2 separate regions of the Dromaius novaehollandiae genome follow, and region 1 is linked to region 2. Evidence: chromatin contacts called from public Hi-C data. All regions are on one chromosome and are shown on one strand. Each heading gives the region's core, a stretch centred on a gene start, on an enhancer-like site or on the middle of the called end of the contact. The rest is flanking DNA. Distances are from core to core; before and after follow the strand shown.

What was found. A called contact is a pair of places that touch in the nucleus more often than the background predicts.
Region 1: a contact with region 2 is called in a Hi-C map of liver, with 6 times the contacts expected there. The contact joins the promoter of FAAP20 here to the promoter of MORN1 in region 2. A contact is called at or near these places in 3 of 4 Hi-C or Micro-C datasets (brain, liver and ovary).

Annotation. Positions count from the first base shown.
Region 1 is chr24:2,799,891-2,802,732 of bDroNov1.hap1, reverse strand. It overlaps FAAP20 (FA core complex associated protein 20), which reads right to left and starts at 1,398. Exons shown (of 4, transcript XM_026096511.2): 1 at 1,212-1,398. The coding sequence starts at 1,315. LOC112981163 (a long non-coding RNA gene) reads left to right here and starts at 1,548. Exons shown (of 4, transcript XR_003258638.2): 1 at 1,548-1,750.
Region 2 is chr24:2,437,513-2,440,291 of bDroNov1.hap1, reverse strand. It overlaps MORN1 (MORN repeat containing 1), which reads right to left and starts at 1,459. Exons shown (of 17, transcript XR_010392818.1): 1 at 1,100-1,459; 2 at 524-626. It overlaps RER1 (retention in endoplasmic reticulum sorting receptor 1), which reads left to right and starts at 1,599. Exons shown (of 6, transcript XM_064525439.1): 1 at 1,599-1,896. The coding sequence starts at 1,750.

The DNA.
Region 1 (2,842 bases), core at 149-2,648, 360 kb before region 2:
AAGTAAAATAGTTAAGTGTAGCCCTTTTTTTTTTTCTTCCTCAAAGGCTGAACTTGACACTTGCTGAGTACAGAAATCAGTAAGTGTTTGCACTGAGGAAGGCAACTGTGTTGGTTCCCATGTATGCTTGGCTGTTCCTATACTGCCATTTTAAACTATTGATAATCTTTCTAAACAATGCTATTTATTCCTTCCGAGGAAGCCATTAGGAAGGTTTAACTATAAAGCAAGCATAAAAAGGTTTTTATACTATTAGAGCTGTATAAAGACAATTTCAAGAAAAGAATGGATTATCAATATCAGAATACTAGTTCCAGTGTTCCTACTTCTACTGATGCATTTTATTGGGTGGTAGTCAAAGAATGACATTGTGGTAGAGAGGAATTGGATGTGATTTTTACAAGCCCTCAAAAGAAGAAAAGCAACCTTCTGAAGCCTATGTTTGCTAAGTGGGATTGCTGACTACTTGCTTGTTTATCCCAACAGGCTGAAACAAGAAGCAAACCGCTACTTCCTTGCCCATCCTTTCTTCTTCCTCCCTTACTTGAGGGCTAGAATAAACAGTCATTGTTCTTGGCCTCCTGTGGATTTATTCTGAAGAAAGATGTCAAGGCTTAATTTTTAATACATTAACATTCCCCATGGCTCCCTTCCTCGCAGGTGCTATTATGTCCAAAAAAAAAAAAAAAACCACAAAAAAAACAGAAGGCACATGACCCTGTATACTTTGGTTTGCAATTGGCTTCTCAAATTTTTCTTTTTTAGGTGCTATATATGTTTTATGAAGTGACCTTTATACAGTCATTAATATGCTACAGCCACGACTACGAAATGTTTAAGGTTGTAAGTGTATCCCGAAGATCCCAAGTGCATCTTTATGGCACGTGCACTGACAAGGAGTAGGGGAGAGCAGAGCGGTCCCTTCTCTGACATACTTGCAAACCTGACACAGCTGCCAGCGCGTCTGACCCCTACCCCGGATCGACTGAGGGAGGGGGCAAGGCCACTTTGCCCCTACAGCTTGGGCGGCCCGGCCACCCCTGCCGGGGCGGGGGGAGGGAGCGGGCTCGGGTGCGGCAGAGGCGGCCCTGATCCCCGGTGCGCCCCTCCCCCCGCCTCAGCTGGAGGCGGGAAGCGGCCCCTGCGCGCTTGCCCTCCCACTTCTCCCCTCCGGGGCCCGGGGAGCCCTCCTCCACCCCGTCGGGACTCACTGGCGCCGCCCGGGGGGATCCTGGGCAGGGCTGGGTTCCCGGCTGTGGTCTGGCGGCGCCTTCCTGGGCTTGAGGCGCAGCTTGGCAGCTCCTTCCTGAGACATGGATGAAGCACGAGCCCTACGCGGCGCGGCCTAGCCTTCCCTAACAGGCCCCCTTGGCGCTCGTCTCCCTCCTCCCCCTTTTCTGGGCGGGCGGCCCCGTGCCTGTGTATAGGGCTTGCGCCGGGGCGAACCGCCCCCTCGCCCGGCCGCTGGACAGAGGCCACGCCCGCTGGTGAGGCGGTGGCAGAGGTAGCGCACAGCTGCGAGCTGTGAGGCCCTGCCGGCGCGCCAGAGCTTCCCTTCGCCTCTGCGCTCTCGTTGGCGGTACGGTGCTCCTGCCCGTAGGCGGGCGGAGCCGGCTGCCGGCCTTTCTCCCCCTTGCCCGTCTAAGGCCAGGGCAGGGCCCCGAGGCGGGCGGGCCGCTGCAGTGTGAGCTGTGGAGGCCTCGCGCGCGCCTCCTGCTCTTCCCTCAGAGCTGCCCTGACTCAATGGCCGGTGGGTGCGGGGGAGGATGGGGCTGGGGTGGCCGCCACGTGCAGCCTGAAAGAAAAATTGCTCCTTCTTTAACACCTCTGCTGTAGTCGACCCTGTATCGGCAGTGGCTGTAGTATCACACACAAACTGAGGTTCAGCTACTGGGTACTTGTCCTGCTCAAAAGTCATCTTTATAGCATTATTTATACTCTAAACTTTCTGTGTGTGCTGGGTTTTAGTATATGTGGGGCTTGGATGTGGAGTAATCATGGAAATGCAGTGTTTTATATATGGCCACTGTGTTTTACTAGGTATTCTTTGGGCAGGATCAATGAATTGGTCAAGGTATTGCCCTGTACTTCCTTGAAAGCAGAATGTTTGGTACTGTAAGCGAATATGTGAAATCAGGCTTTGGTTGAACTAGACAAAATGGCTATGGCCACAGCTGCATTTGTCATTGCTCTGTTGATTTTTGTGCTGATACCAAAGATCTGTTTACTGTGGTACATGTCTGAAGCCAAAGATTGTTAATACAAATAATAAAGGAGAATGAGAGTGCATGTCTGAGCTAGATCCTCTTTCAGGAAAGAAAACTGTTGAAGTCATTGTCTTTTCCAGCAGGAGCCTCACTGTATGACTTGAAATAAAACATGACCTAGAGCTGAGCCATAACTGATAGTTTTTGACATGGGCAGACACACTGATCAGGTTGCAGCCTTTTTGAAAACGGACATATTAGGAAAATGATGACAGATCATTGATAATGCTCCAACAGTTCTATAGAAGGATCAGAAAGTCACTGCTGATGGAATTCATCACAGTCAGTATGAGAATAACTGTATAAGAAAATAAATTTTCTGCTTGTCTGATAACAGGTGTTTATGAGCTGCAGCGGGAGAGCAGGTACAGAGCACTTTTTCTTAAAACTAATTTATTATTGCTGAAAGATGAATTCAAGTTCAGATGAGTCCAGGCTCCTTTTCTATAACTGTGTTTCTGCAGTGCTAAAGGTCTTATGGACCATTTTGTCTTTGGTCTCCTCCTTTAGGCTACCGGGGGGTGGGGGGGTGTCAGTATTGACTGCAGCATTGTTTTTTGTAAATTACTGTGCTA
Region 2 (2,779 bases), core at 210-2,709:
GCAATATCAGTGAAATGCTTGATGAAATTATAGAACTTGGACCTATTCCACAAGCTTTCTTCTGAGAACAGAGGGGGACATTCAGATATACTCCAAATTTCATAACAGAAACCTGAAACTACATGAATCATTAATGGGGGAGAAGGCAACTGGAAATTAATATGATTAGTTTCCAGATCTGGGAAAAAAATTAAACACTAATTTAATGCATAACAGTGCATCACCTTACTGGATCTGAGTGATTATGAAGGGAGAAGAGAATTCACTTAAATTCCTAAAAAGTAAGACATTAGAACACAGCTGACTGGGACTACAGCATCAAAACAATACATGTCATCTCCATGCAATAATTTATCCAGTTTCTTCCCATGACAAAATACTTCAATGGCTCACTCTCCTAGCTTCAGTTGCTGAGTGACAACATCTTCAATTGCTAAGTATCTTATTTAGCTATAGTGCACAGTTCATACAGAAAATCTTTAAAGAAAGCAAGTTAGAGAAAAGAATTAAGAATTCACTTAACTATTACTTAGTGGGGCTTTTTTCCTCCATACGATGTTCTTTCCCCTGTTTCCATTTCCCTTCATATTGAAAAAAGGAATTAGGATAGCCATAAAGTCCATATCCTAGAAGAAAAATATTGTGTTAAAAGAAAAGATAACTGGAACTATTTAAATGAAGAAAGTTCAACATTGAGTAACTAGTAATACAAGAGTAATAAGAATGCTATTTTAACTTAGGAAATGCATATTTTAAAGTTTCACTATAAACAATATTTATGTAAAGATAAATTTATTATTTTGTTTACTACTTGCATTCACCTTAAGTCATAGATGGAAACTTAGACTTTCTAAATACCTAAAGGTCATTATAACCATCACAGACAGACTACATAAAAACAGTCGCAGGCTAAAACTGAGAAAGTAGCAGAGCTACTGCACTACACTTGCTTAAGACAAGAATGCAAACACATAAAATAAAGCACACCTGGAAGATGAGAAAAGCACTTATATTTAAATTAGCCTAAACGCAGGAGTGTGAGCTTAGCGCCTCTTTGTCTTAAGGAGAAACAAACTTTCCCAGGCGTGGTGGGTCTCACCTTCGCCGTTCCAGGTGAGGCGAACAGGCTGAGGCAGCACCGTGCAGACCCCACCCCGAGCGAAGCTCGCTACCAAGCAAGCTGAAGAGAGCGAGGTGGGGAAAGAGGGGCGAGGACACAGTCCCAGCCCCCACATGGCCGTCCCACTCCCACTCTGGAGCGGAGACCCCCGCACTGTGCTGAGGCACAGACTCGCCCGGCGTCGCCGATATGGCCGCCACTCTCGCCGTCCCCTGCCGGCCCTTCATCAGCGCCACGCAGGCGCCGCGGACGCCGGACCATGGCAACAGCACGCTCGCGCTCATTGGCTTCGCGGAAGCGAGGCAGGGCGGGGCTGCCCCCAGACGCGAACAGGGGCTGCGCCTGCGCAGCAGCGAGCGGGCGTGTCCCTGCGCAGGCGCAGGCGTAGGCTGGGCTAGGGCACGCCCGCGCTCTCTCCCTGGCGACAGCTTTCCTCCCCACGGCACAGGTTTCAGCAGACGCTTCTTGTGCTGATAACACAGCGGAACCCTATAACTGGGAATCGTAACGCTAACTGTTTTTCCATCCTTCCCTGTCTTCCCCGGCCCGCCTTCACGGATGCTGAGCCACCCATCTTCCTCCCTACGTCAGAACACCACAGCAACGTCCACTTCCTCCCTCAATTACCAATGACAGGGGAATACCGAGTATTTGTCCCGCCCATCCTAACCCCGGAAGCGGAAGCCAATTTCTCCCCGTGGCTGCCGCCATATTGGGTTTGTGGATCGCGGGGGGGGGAGGGGGGAACGGAAGCGAAGAATCCGGCTTGGGCGTCTGTGAGTAGCTGGTGCTGCCGCTTCAGTGCTGGGGGGAGGCCGGGCCGGGCCGGCAGCCAAGCGTGGGAGCGGTGGGAAACCTGAGCCTCTGGGCTGGCAGCTTGGGGGCGAGGGTGGTGACCCCTTGGGGCGGGGGTGCCTCGGGCGAGGGGCCTTGCCGCGAGCGCAGGGGCCTCGTCGGGCTCAGTGGCCGCTGCCTCACTTGACGCCGGGGCGCCCCTGCGAGCCGCGCTGCCGGGCACTGGCTCTCGGCCGTGAGGATGCTGCCGGGCCGCGTCGGGCCAGGCTTCCCGAGGCCTGCCGGAAGGCTTGTTTTCCCTTTTGCCGTACCGCCGTCTGTCTCGGTGCTGTTCCGGGCCCGCCTGACCTCGGTGGGCTCTGCTCCTATCTTGGGGGCTTCACATTCTGGCCTCTCTATCGAAACCGTATCTTCTCTTTTTTATTTGTTCGCTTTGTTCTTTTCCTGAGTTTCTTGTATTGCTTTTGTTGAATAATGTTTGGGCTTAGGTGGTGTTGAGGGGATGTGGAAGTCCATGTTTCCTGAGATGCACAAGGTGCTCAGGTGCCATGAGACTGCTGCTGCTTTTTAGACAGGCCAGGCAGCTGTTGTACTGTATAAAATCAAACTGTTCTTTCTAGAGTAGAAGAAAAACTTTGTAAGATCAATGGGTTCTTGTTAATAACAAATTGCTTCAGAATGTTGCTTTTGAAAGTAAACTTATTTTATGAGAAGAGAAAACTTATATAAGTGATAAATTATTTCTAGTTATATATAAAATACAAATGAAGCAAATAAGGAGATCTGTGTCATGGTTAGTTGTCTAAAAGTTCTGCAGGTCTTTGTACTTGCTGTTGAAAGAGATGAATGAAATGTCTTTACTGC